Regions from separate parts of the Sus scrofa genome. Here all the other regions are linked to region 2. A link is a contact called in public Hi-C and targeted proximity ligation data. All regions are on one chromosome and are shown on one strand. The core of a region is the stretch at or near the end of the contact, and the rest is flanking DNA. Distances in the headings are between cores, read along the strand shown. Region 1 overlaps NSMCE2 (E3 SUMO-protein ligase NSE2). Region 2 holds the start of TRIB1 (tribbles homolog 1). Region 3 holds the start of SQLE (squalene epoxidase). Region 4 holds the start of NSMCE2 (E3 SUMO-protein ligase NSE2).

Evidence for each region. A called contact is a pair of places that touch in the nucleus more often than the background predicts.
Region 1: a contact with region 2 is called in a targeted proximity ligation map of skeletal muscle, with 8 times the contacts expected there. A contact is called at or near these places in 3 of 5 promoter capture datasets (fetal liver, fetal skeletal muscle and liver), 25 of 47 Hi-C or Micro-C datasets (adipose tissue, alveolar macrophages, blood and 15 more) and 2 of 2 datasets of targeted methods (alveolar macrophages and skeletal muscle).
Region 3: a contact with region 2 is called in a Hi-C map of liver, with 5 times the contacts expected there. A contact is called at or near these places in 1 of 5 promoter capture datasets (fetal liver) and 2 of 47 Hi-C or Micro-C datasets (liver and retroperitoneal adipose tissue).
Region 4: a targeted proximity ligation map of alveolar macrophages shows a contact between it and region 2. A contact is called at or near these places in 3 of 5 promoter capture datasets (fetal liver, fetal skeletal muscle and liver), 1 of 47 Hi-C or Micro-C datasets (liver) and 2 of 2 datasets of targeted methods (alveolar macrophages and skeletal muscle).

Annotation. Positions count from the first base shown.
Region 1 is chr4:14,574,800-14,577,499 of Sscrofa11.1, forward strand. All of the region lies in intron 2 of NSMCE2 (E3 SUMO-protein ligase NSE2), which reads right to left. Among named protein-coding and RNA genes, the nearest start is that of WASHC5, 22 kb to the right of the region's middle.
Region 2 is chr4:14,296,866-14,299,565 of Sscrofa11.1, forward strand. TRIB1 (tribbles homolog 1) reads right to left here and starts at 1,254. Exons shown (of 3, transcript XM_021088927.1): 1 at 1-1,254. The coding sequence starts at 300.
Region 3 is chr4:14,698,360-14,701,059 of Sscrofa11.1, forward strand. SQLE (squalene epoxidase) reads right to left here and starts at 1,354. Exons shown (of 11, transcript NM_001101026.1): 1 at 599-1,354. The coding sequence starts at 889.
Region 4 is chr4:14,596,765-14,599,464 of Sscrofa11.1, forward strand. NSMCE2 (E3 SUMO-protein ligase NSE2) reads right to left here and starts at 1,428. Exons shown (of 7, transcript XM_021088938.1): 1 at 1,300-1,428. WASHC5 (WASH complex subunit 5) reads left to right here and starts at 1,369. Exons shown (of 29, transcript XM_021088931.1): 1 at 1,369-1,564.

The sequences.
Region 1 (2,700 bases), core at 37-2,536, 280 kb after region 2:
TAGGTGTGGAGTCAAATCAGCATGTGACATTTCAAACAGAAGCAAATATTAATAGGATCTGCAGAAGTAAGTTTAAGCTGGTTAAACAATTTGGGGAAAAACCTAAAATACCAATCACGCCAGTGGTAGAGGGCGACTAATACAAAGAGAAAAAAGAGAAAGGAAAAAACAGAAATCGGTAAATAGTATTATCTTGTTTTACTAACTGGTTCAATGTGAATATCACCAAAACCTCTAAAAAGCTACAAAACTGATTGATTTAACTACCCTTAAAATTTCTTGATAGAGTCACTGAAAAGTGAAATACCCTCTCTACTTGCTATTACAGTTGCCATTTGCCACATGCAGTGGCAATTAGGCATTTGAAATTTGGCTAGTCTGGATTGAGATCCATCATAAGATTTTGAACTTGGAACCTGGCACAAAAAAAAGAATGTAAATGTAAAAATAACTCAATTTTAATACTGATTACATACTGAAATAATATTCTAGGCACATTAGATTAGATAAAACATTACTGAAATTAATTCCTACTCTTCTTGCCTTTTGTAATGAGGACGGTGGAATATTTTAAGTTACATACGCGGCTCACATTATATTTTTATTGGACAGTGCTGCTACATATAAATATAACTTTCCACTTATATAGAACACACAATTTCAGTTATAAAGCACAGAAAGAAGAGGGATAAATAAGTCTGGATAATAAAATAATTTTCTCTAGAATAATCAAATTGGTTTCATCTGTTAATCACCAATCAAATAAAAGCATGTTTCTGCTTACTGAAAGACAAACTTCAATGTCTTTTAAAAAGCCTTGATGTTTCAAAAATGATCCTAAGTCTGTTCTACCTCTGCCATGAATTGTACTCTTTGCCTAGAATTAAACTAGTCTTAATTGTTTTCAATGATCATACGTATAATACAAAATGCTAGTTTAATTTTAAAATCTGATCGAGCGACACCATTTCAGTTCTTTCTGTAGCGGTCATTTTCACATTCTATTAGATCATTGAAACCTAAGCCACGTCTCTGATTCAAAGATTTAAAAAAAAAAAAAAAAAAGTAGAAATCAACTCAAATGTTATTCTAAAAAAAAAAAAAAAAATTGTTATTCTCCAGCATCTAGAAAAACCGAGGCAGTACTCAGGTACTATACAGATTCTGTTTTAGAAATCTAAAAGATGACTCATTTACTATTTCAAAAAGTGACACCTTAATATGGATGGGAGAGCTCAGCAAACAGGAGAGCAGAGCAAGCAATTATTTCCACACATGCCATCATGTGGAGAAACCAAGCCAAATTTCAGGTTGGTACAGTCAGTGGAAGAAAGAAAATCTGGAGGTGTTGGAATGGTTGGAAATTTATGGAGTGAGAGTGGTAACATGAGGTGAGGTGAGGCCAAGAGCAGCCCAAGCTCTCCTCTCCAGAGCCCTTAAAAAGGAAACTGCTCAACTTTCTGACGAAGGAAGCCAAGAGGAAAGAAAAACACATTTCACACTTTTTAACATCCCCAAACTATTCGCCACACAACTGGCCCGCTGAGAGAATTACACCTACTGTTGATACATCTTTTTAAAGTGGCTTTTAAAAGTTATCAACCACAAAATCAAGAGGCACCAACTTAGAATAGTAAATAATAAATATGAGACACATATATCGCTGGTAAGTAAATGAACTGAGTAACCTGGATAACTGGAAATGAAGCTGGTGGAAATGAGAGGTATATTCCTCATTTCTAGAAGAGCTGATCTTAAAACGTTGTGATCTCAATAGCCTCACAGTTTTTCTGGTCTGAACTAAACATTTTTTTTTTTTGGTACTTTTAGATATATGGAATAATTCAGGCTCCAAGCTACTGAATTCCAATAATTTAGTTACTGTACCTTTTATACAATCCTGAACCCTGCAATTAACAGATCAGTTACGCCCCGACAGCTACCTCATAAGAAGTGTTCTGATGCCATCTAGTGGCTTATGTTTCTCATCAAAGGGGAGATGATTAAACCAAAATGTGGTCCTTGGGCGAGCAGCATCGGCGTTACCTGGGGAACTTGTTAAAAGTGCAAATTCTTCAACTTATCCCACATCTCTTGCAACTTTAGTGGTGGTGGCCAGAAATCTGTGTTTTAACAGCTCTCTAAGTCATTCGTCCCAAGTTTCAGAACCACTGGATTAACCAGTCCTTACATAAAAATTAAGTGCAAAGTCTTCAAAAAATTAGGTTCCCCAATTAACGAAAGTGCTCAATTTCTAATTTTGGAAAGCAACTTAGTTTTCTGTATTCTGGATCCAAATATCTGTATTTAAAGAATGTTGTTAAAAGCCATTTACTAACATATTAATACACACATTTAACACCTGATGAGCATCAAATGAGCCCCAGCCTCTGAAAATATCAGATGCAACCCTGAGGTCTGTGCCCTGAGGAAACCCAGTTCAAAGGAAGACCATTACAGACATTAAATAAATAAATAAATAAATGCAAAAAGCCCTGTGAAACAAAGGAAAATAATTAAGTGGTATCGGGAAATCAGGTTTTGGCATCTTAAGGGGCTCAGCTGAAAAGCGGGAACACATGAAAAGCCAAGGAGGTAGAACACTGGTGACTTTTAAATTAAGAGCCATCTACCCTAATGATGATAGACACCAAGACAAGAGTCTACTGTTTACATCTGCTCCTGTGAAGCTATGTTATG
Region 2 (2,700 bases), core at 4-2,503:
GGCCAGGGGCAGCAGCAGGTAGTCGGCGATGCGGCTGGGCCCCGGCGCGCTCCCGGAGCCGCCGCCAGCCCCGGGCGCGGCGGGCGGAGGCTGCGGGCTGCAGGGAGAGCCAGGGGGGCTGAGGTAGTCCGGAGGGTTTGAGCACTCGGAGAGACGTGGGCACTTGGCCGCCACCGCCGCCGCGTCGTCCGCGTCCAGCAGGCGTTTGGCAGGAGCGCCCCGGCCGGCCGGGAGCAGCAAGGCCGGGGCTCGGGGCTGCGAGACGCCGCTCATAGCAGAGCGCACGGGACCGACCCGCATCCCGTCCGGCGCCGGGACGGCCCCGGCTTTGTACGTCCTCGGATCGGCGCGGGAAGGCGCGACGGGGTCGGCGCCGGCGCCGCGACGTATTCCAGCCCGCAGGATGGAGTTTGCAGACGGAGCTTGGTTCGGCCCCCACGGGGGGCAAAGCCGGAGCCTCTCCCCGGCGCTGGCGGTACACGCGAGAACCACCGTGGCTGCGCGTCCCGGGGTGGGAGGCCGGCTCGGGTCCTCAGACCCCCGCGGTATCGGCTCCGGGCACCTGGCAGGGGGCGGCCGCCGCTATTGTTGTCGAGGCTGCCGACAGTCAGGGAGGCAGAGGTGGCGGTGGCTGGCCTTACCGAGGTCCGAAACAGCGAGTACAGGATTCCGCAGGCTCGGCGGAGCCACGGAGCAAATGCACTTCCCAAAGCAATAAGTCTCGGGGCCAAAGCCGGAGCAACTTTTCCGCGGCGCTCGGGATCCTGCGCGCTCCGGGCTCCCGGCGTGAGTGTGCCCGAGCGAGACGCGCTCAGAGAGAGTGACTGAGTGTGAGTGAGTGAGTGTGTGCGCAGCACCGATCCTGGCCAGTGCACTCCTCCTTCTCCTTTTCCTCCACCTCCTCCGCCTCCCGGTGACTCACGCTGTATACACACATACACTCACAGGCCGGGCTGTGTAAACAGTTGGGAAGCCGGGTTGTGCAATGAGGTGGCTGCGACGACTCGGGCCCTGCCGCTGGGCGAGCAGTCACCGGAGAGGGGGGGGGGAGGCTGGGAGGAGGGAGGAGGAGCTGGGTCGGCGGGGGCGATGGGGGTGGCCCGAGGGCTGGGATGCTCCGGGCAGCGCGCGCTCTGGCGCAGGTGGTGTGTCCCGAGCTGGCTGGGGCGCGCGCACACGCCCCCCGGGCTGGGCTAAGCAGGAGGCGGCGCGCGCCCTCCGGCAGGCAGCGGGCTCAAAGCTAGAAGCTGGAGGAGGGGGTGGAGGAAAAGTTCCCGTGACGTCAGGGTCCCCGGGAAGTGGGCGGGAGGGGTGGGGCCGTGGGGGGCGAAGCGACCGCTGATTGGTGCGCGCTCCCCATTCACACCGAGCACAATGGACTGCGGGCGCGCGCACCAAGGCTCGCTGCACCCGCTGCTCGCTGCAGCCGCGCGGTGACGCCTTTTGCCCTGGGGATCTCCCCCCGCAACCGACCGCCCCGCGCCCTGGGACCTCCGGTTGGAGCCGTGGGCGTCGCGAGGCCCGGCGGTAGTCGGCGGAAAGGAAGAGAGAGAAGGTGATGAATTCCAGAATCACTCATTCACCCCCACGCGGTAGTTCCGGGGAAGACCTATGCGTGGTTGTGGATGTGGTTTTTTGTTTTTTTTTTTTTCCTTTTCCTGCCCCCTCCCAGCTCTAATCCCCAGCGTCTGTTCGCTTCCACAAATAGAACCTTCTGTTGGATGAAATAAAAGCAAACACTGGGCCTTCTGCGCTGCCTCCACCTCCACGCCCCTCCCGCGCCTGCCGCCCGCCGGGATTGCACGGAAATAGCTTCTCCAGGCTCCCCGGCCGCCCCTTCGCGGTGACTCGCAGAAAGAGCTTCCTGAGCCGGGGCCGGTGGGAAACAAAGGATGTGGGGAGAGGGCGGAAGGGGCCCACGTGGCCGCCGCTGGATTCTAGCCCCCTCCCCGGCCTCCACACGCCCTGCAGGGTCTGGGGCCCCGGGGCCAGCCCAGCCCAGTTCCGTGGTGGCCGGGTAGCGGAGTGGGAGTCATTCTGCCACCGACAGTGATACTTCCTACACCCGGGCAGCCCTGCCAGGGCGTGTGCGTGCACTCGTGCAACGTGATTGCGGTGAGCGCGAAATGTGTGTCAGACGCTGCACAAAGCTCCATGAAAAAGCAACCTAGAATCTATCGTTTTTCTTTCTTTCAAGAACCAGGTCGATTTGGAGTCCCTGGACACCCAGCGTACATAGCTATTATCAGAATCCCTTCTGCCCTTGTACTAAAAATTTCATTTTCTAAAACCAGGTCGAGCCCCAAGGATAAATTTTTTCCATATTAAATCTCCATTCATTCAGCAAATACTAATGAAGCATCTAGTAAGAGCTAGACGCTGGGGATTAGAAGATTGAGCATTAAAATAATAATAGCTAACGTTAATTGAGGTCTGTAAAATGCCAGGCACAGTTCTTAGCACTTTACACATAGTCACTGCAGTCTTACAGCCACCCCGTTGGGTTATTTTTTGCCCCTTTTCAAGAGGGAGAAGCCTGCAAAGACGAAGTTACTTGCTGTGATCAAATCACTACTAAAAGGTGGAGCATTCAAGCTCTTAAGCACTTGTGGGTACTCAAAAAACAGATTACAATTTGCAGAGGGAAGAGAGGGGTTAGGGAGGATTCCATCTAGAAGCGGTTGACCTGGGGGCATGTGT
Region 3 (2,700 bases), core at 104-2,603, 400 kb after region 2:
CGTTGCTGTGAGCTGTGGTGTAGGTCGCAGGATCCCGCGTTGCGGTGGCTGTGGTGTAGGCTGGTGGCTACAGCTCTGATTAGACCCCTAGCCTGGGAACCTCCATATGCCGCTGGTGAAAAAAAAAAAAGACCGGCCTTTGATTTAGGAACTGGACTGAACTGCAAACATCAACTAGTCACTCACAATGCAATCCTTACCCAAGGATAATAAAACAAACTTTTTTCTTCTCCAATCACAGAAAGTGATTCTGCTCTAGAGATTCCAACATTTCCTTATCTAGGGATTTCCTAGGGATTCAAATATTTCCTTTCACCTCTCATAATCAAATCAACATCCATAATCAAATCGATTTCATTTAGCATGGGCTCCACCAACTGCTAAATGAAACAAAGGTTTTCAATCAAGCCAAAGAGCATCAAAGATGTCGCCAAGGAACAGTCAAGAGCTTAAAACCCAACTGTATATAAGAAATCACACCAGAGTATCTAACCGACTGCCTTTCGCCCTTTAAATTGCAATATTTACATTTGAGCGACCCCGATCCGGATTTTAACATTAGACCCTCACCCATTCGCCCACTCTGAATTCAACCTACCCTCCTAGACCCAAGCTGCTCTTTCTTTTCTGAACCAGTGGGGGATTTGGCCCAGAAGAAGCCAATTAAAGGCAAGGCTGACAGAATATCCGAGAAGACGGCGAACTGGGAGCCGCTCTGCTGGCGCCCGAGGAGGGCCCCATTCCGGTAGCGACAGCGGTAGGACAGCACCAGCCCCAGCGACAGGAATACCAGCACGCCCAGCAAGAGCTCCTTGTTGGCCAGAGAGACGAAGTCCCCGCATTTCTTATAAAAATAAGTGAAGGTGGCAATGCCGAGAAAGGTCCACATGGTTTAAAGGCTTCTTCGGTGACACCGGGTCAACGGTGAGATCCTCTTTTTTTTTTTTCCTGGTTAAAGTTTTGGTGCTTAGATGTTCTCCCCAAAATGTGTTGTCCAAAAAAAGCGCGGGGAACCGGCCAAAGTCCAATAAACACAGTCACAGGATTACAATTCAAATCAGACTAATTTACAAAATCATTAAAAAAGTAAAAAGTACTTGAAGAGGAGTAAGTTGTCCCGGATTTAAAAAGCTGTATTTAAAAATCAGCTGCTCCAACAGCTCCCGATCAGGCTCTCCTCTTTTAAGCAATCCGTGTGTTTACTTTTTTTTTTTCTTCTTTTTTTTGAGGAGGGAGGCGGGCCCTAGGGGTTACTGTGGATGAGGTCCTAAATTTTGACGGTGGCCTTTCGTGCTGTAAAATTGCTCTTCTCTCCCACCAGCAGCAGATGCCCTTTCAGAAGAGGAACAGGGTGACAAGTATCTTGCGCTGGGAAAAACGCGGCCGCGCCACCTCCGACAGCGACGGTCCAGCCTGGGCGGAAAGCGCGAGGGCTGCCGGCGGCGCGGAGTGAGTACCTCTCTTCCCTGGGACCGCCAAGCTCGGGGGAACCGCAGGTCTGCTTTCTCCCACCAAAGACGACCTCGGACTCGAGACTGCAGCTCCGGCGCTGGGAAGCGCAGCCCCCACCTCGAGACCTCCACCAGCCCCGGAACCTTCCAGCCGCCGAACGGCAGTTTCCAGAGCGCTCCCCTCAAAAGGCGGCGGCGGCCCCCCACGGCCTCCTCACCAGCATCCCTCGCGGACCGCAGCTGTCCTCCCAGCGCTGCGCCCCAGCGGTAACCAGAATAACCGCCTGGTGCCCTTGATGGTTACCGGACTCAGAGCGCCTTAGAGGCGGCTGGGCTCCGCCCTGGCTAGGGACCGGAGGGGGCCCCGCCCACCGTCACCGCCCATCGCTGTGGCCAGCCAATGAGGACGCGCACCTCGCGGTAGGCCGAGATGGCGCTATGCCGCGTTTGGCCAATCGCAGGCGGCACGGCCCCCGCTGTGATGCCGGACAGGCGCTAGAACTACGTTGCGTGGTGTGAGGTGGGAAGGCGTGCGAATGGATCCTGCTGTCCGAGTGGGAGGGTGGTAAGGTGCATGGCTGGCTCCGGAGGGAGTGGGAGTGGAGTAGGTTATACCCCGAGTCTCGTGGCCCCAGCCGCTGGGAGGTGGAGGTGGTTCCGAGGAAACCCCTGCCGGGAGGTCCGCCACCCTCTGTCTAAACATCTCCATTCATTCCGCGAGGTTTTGTGGACCGCTTACTACGTGCCAGCCCAGGTTTCACAGAGATGAAGTAGGCCAGCCTTTCTGTCCTGTGCCAGCTGTGTATAGGTGATGGTAGAAGGAGCTACAGGTGCGTGGATAAGATGACATTCAAGCTGAATCTGGAAGAAGGAGTAGGCGGGTGTTTGCCGGAGAAAGAAAGGAGAGGATGTGCCAGGTGTTCGCTTAAATCACCCCAAATTGTCAGGCATCTGTGAACGTGTTAATGTGCTAGGGCTAGAGGTCCACTGATGCATTAGCCTCTGTTCTCTCAAGATCAGAAATGGGGAGAGGGGTGCAGAGCAAAGAAGTAAACTAAACCGAGGTGTGTCATAAGTGCCCTGGGTAGGTATTTCCTGTCGTGACTCAGTGGAAACCAATCTAAGATCTGGCACCTGTAACTCTGATTTGACCCCTAGCCTGGGAACCTCCATATGCTGCATATGCTTGCCTCTGAGCAAGTTACATGAATTGCTCCAGGACAAGCATTCCAGAAGAAACAGTAAAAGT
Region 4 (2,700 bases), core at 178-2,677, 300 kb after region 2:
TGGTAAAAGGCACAAGGGAGCAGCTCTCCAGGAGACCTCCATCCTCAAGATTTAAGCACTTCCCACATCCGCTCCCTCCTAATACCATCACCCTGGCATTCGGAATTCAACATATGGATGGGGCGGTGGGGAGTGGAGATAGGATAGAAACATTCATAAGATTCTCTCTAGATGGGGCCAATTATTAGGTAAAAATAAAAATATTTCTCTGTTCCCTCCTCTCATCTTTTTGTACAGAAAGTAATAAGCACAGATCAAATAATTTAAATACTGATACTCCTTTAAATTCTTAGGGGCCTACACAAGTTCCACCAGAGCTGTATCTTCTTTTTCAATACGCAAGGTTACATCTTTCTGAAGCCTTCTCTTATCCATACAAGCAACTGCTTGTTCTCTCCCTCATGCTACCACTATCCCTATCTCTCTCTCTCTTTCTCTCCCTCTCACACACAAACTTGTATTATAAAACTCACCACAATTATTTGCTCACATGTCTGCCACTCTTTCGCCCTGGAAGCAACTTAAAACTAGAATTCTGACATATTCTACTCAACATAAAACAGCTCCTCACACAAAAATAGGCAATCAAATAAAGATTTGGGAGAGTTACAGAATAAAAGAAACCGTCATTGCTGGGTCCCCTACAGTATGTTATAAACTGGTGCCCTAGGCTTTCTTCCATTCTCATTATCATTAATCCTACCACCGTTTATAGAAAAGGAAACTGATGCCCAGAGTTTAATTAAAGATCTTCCCAAGGCCCTGCTTAGAAAGCTAGCTCAAACTACATTTACTTCGATCAAGAATTCATGGTCTCACACTACTATATATAAAATAAACAACAAGGTCCTACTGTATAGCACAGGGAACTTTATTCAGTATCTCAATAACCTATAACCGAAAAATCTGAAAAAGTATATGCATAACTGACCACTTTGCTGTACACCAGAAACTAACGCCACACTGTAAATCACCTATACTTCAATAAAAATAAAAAAAGAATTCGTGATCTTTGCCCCTACGTACTGAGAACCCAAGGATGTAGAGACGGCGTCTTGGAGAGGGAGGTAAACGGCCCCTACCTCATTCCTGTGGCGTAAACAGATCTAGGACCATAACCCAGGTCCACAAACCACAGCTCAGGGCACCCGCGGAGCGCCCGAGAGGGAGACGACACCCCCCATCACCCTCCCCATCGCCATCCCCCGCTCCAGCCGTACCTGGCTCCCCGATGTACCTCTGCCTGGCTGCGCCCTGACTTCGCACCCCGAACCCCAACTCCTTCCTTAACTCCCTTACCCTGTCGCTGAAACAGCGAGCGCGGGCTCAGGCGTCATCAGTCGTCGACGGCGAGTGGTCACATGATGCCCCGCCCCACTCTCCGCCCCTTTGTCATGTGACTGCCCAGGGAGCCAGGGGCGGAAGCCGGGGTCCAGCCGGCTCTGGAGCCAGGGCGGGGGACTGAAGAGGACCCCTGCGGAGGCAAAGAGGTGGGGGCCGGGGTGCTGACTCCGCGCTAGACCGCCGGCCTTGCGCGTGCGCCCTGGAGCGGCCCGGGGGACAGGTGAGTCGGGGCGGGGTGCGCGCGCCTCCTCCTTTCACGTTCCCCGCCGCCCCGGGGCTGGGCCGCTCTGGCCAGGGGTGCTTCTGCGGCGTGGGGTGGGGTCTGGATGGGACAGCCTGGCCTGGAGGAATGAGGGTTTTACTGGGGCTGCGGCTGCGGCTGCGGCTGCAATCCAGGCTCTGCATCTCCACTCAGGTGGAAGCAATTTTTCACGCGCTTTGGCGCTTTAGAAAGTGATGTTCAGCTACTTGGCCAGCATCGTGTCCTTCCAAGTTCCTGGGAGCAGTGGTGTATGGACGTCGATATTTCTCCACTTACACTCAAGAAAATCGAGTGGTTGGTGCGGGCTTTTACAATCTGACGGACCTGGCTTTGAATTCTATTTCTGTCATGGACTGTGAGTTTGGGCAAATCATTGCTCCTCTTTTGCACCTTAATTCCCTTACCTATGACATATCAAAGTCCTTTTCATTTCGAGAAATAGTTCCGAAGGTCCTGATTTGTCTGTGGTCATTAACGAACTCCCCCGTTAACGGGAGCGACAGGCGCGGCGGCGGGGGCCGGGGGTTTAACCGAGCGGATAATGGATCCTTGTCTCCTGATTCCAAGTGTGTGGAACTTCCCTACACCATAGGTGAAACGGGGTTGGAGGCGAGGAGGGAGAGGCTTTACTGCCTCTGCCCACAACAAACACCTTATGGTTTTTCTTATTTATCGGGATTCATGAATCAGGCCAGAGTGATTAGGATCATTTTAGAACTTTTCTGGAAGAGATGTGCTGTTCCTTTTTAACCTGATCAAGGGCCACTGTAGTTTGTACCTACTAATAGATCGATGGAAACCAGTGCTTCCTTCTTTATGGAACTGAGATTTTATGAGAGGATAAAAATAGGTCTTCTTTTGTCCTCTAATAAAGATTTTCTTGGAGTTCCCATCGTGGCGCAGTGGTTAACGGAGACGACTAGGATCCGAGAGGATGAGGGTTCGATCCCTGGCCTTGCTCAGTGGGTTAAGGATCTGGCGTTGCCGTGTGGTGTAGGTCGCAGACTCAGATCCCGCGTTGCTGTGGCGTAGGCTGGCGGCTATAGCTCTGATTAGACCCCTAGCCTGGGAATCTCCATATGCTGTGAGTGTAG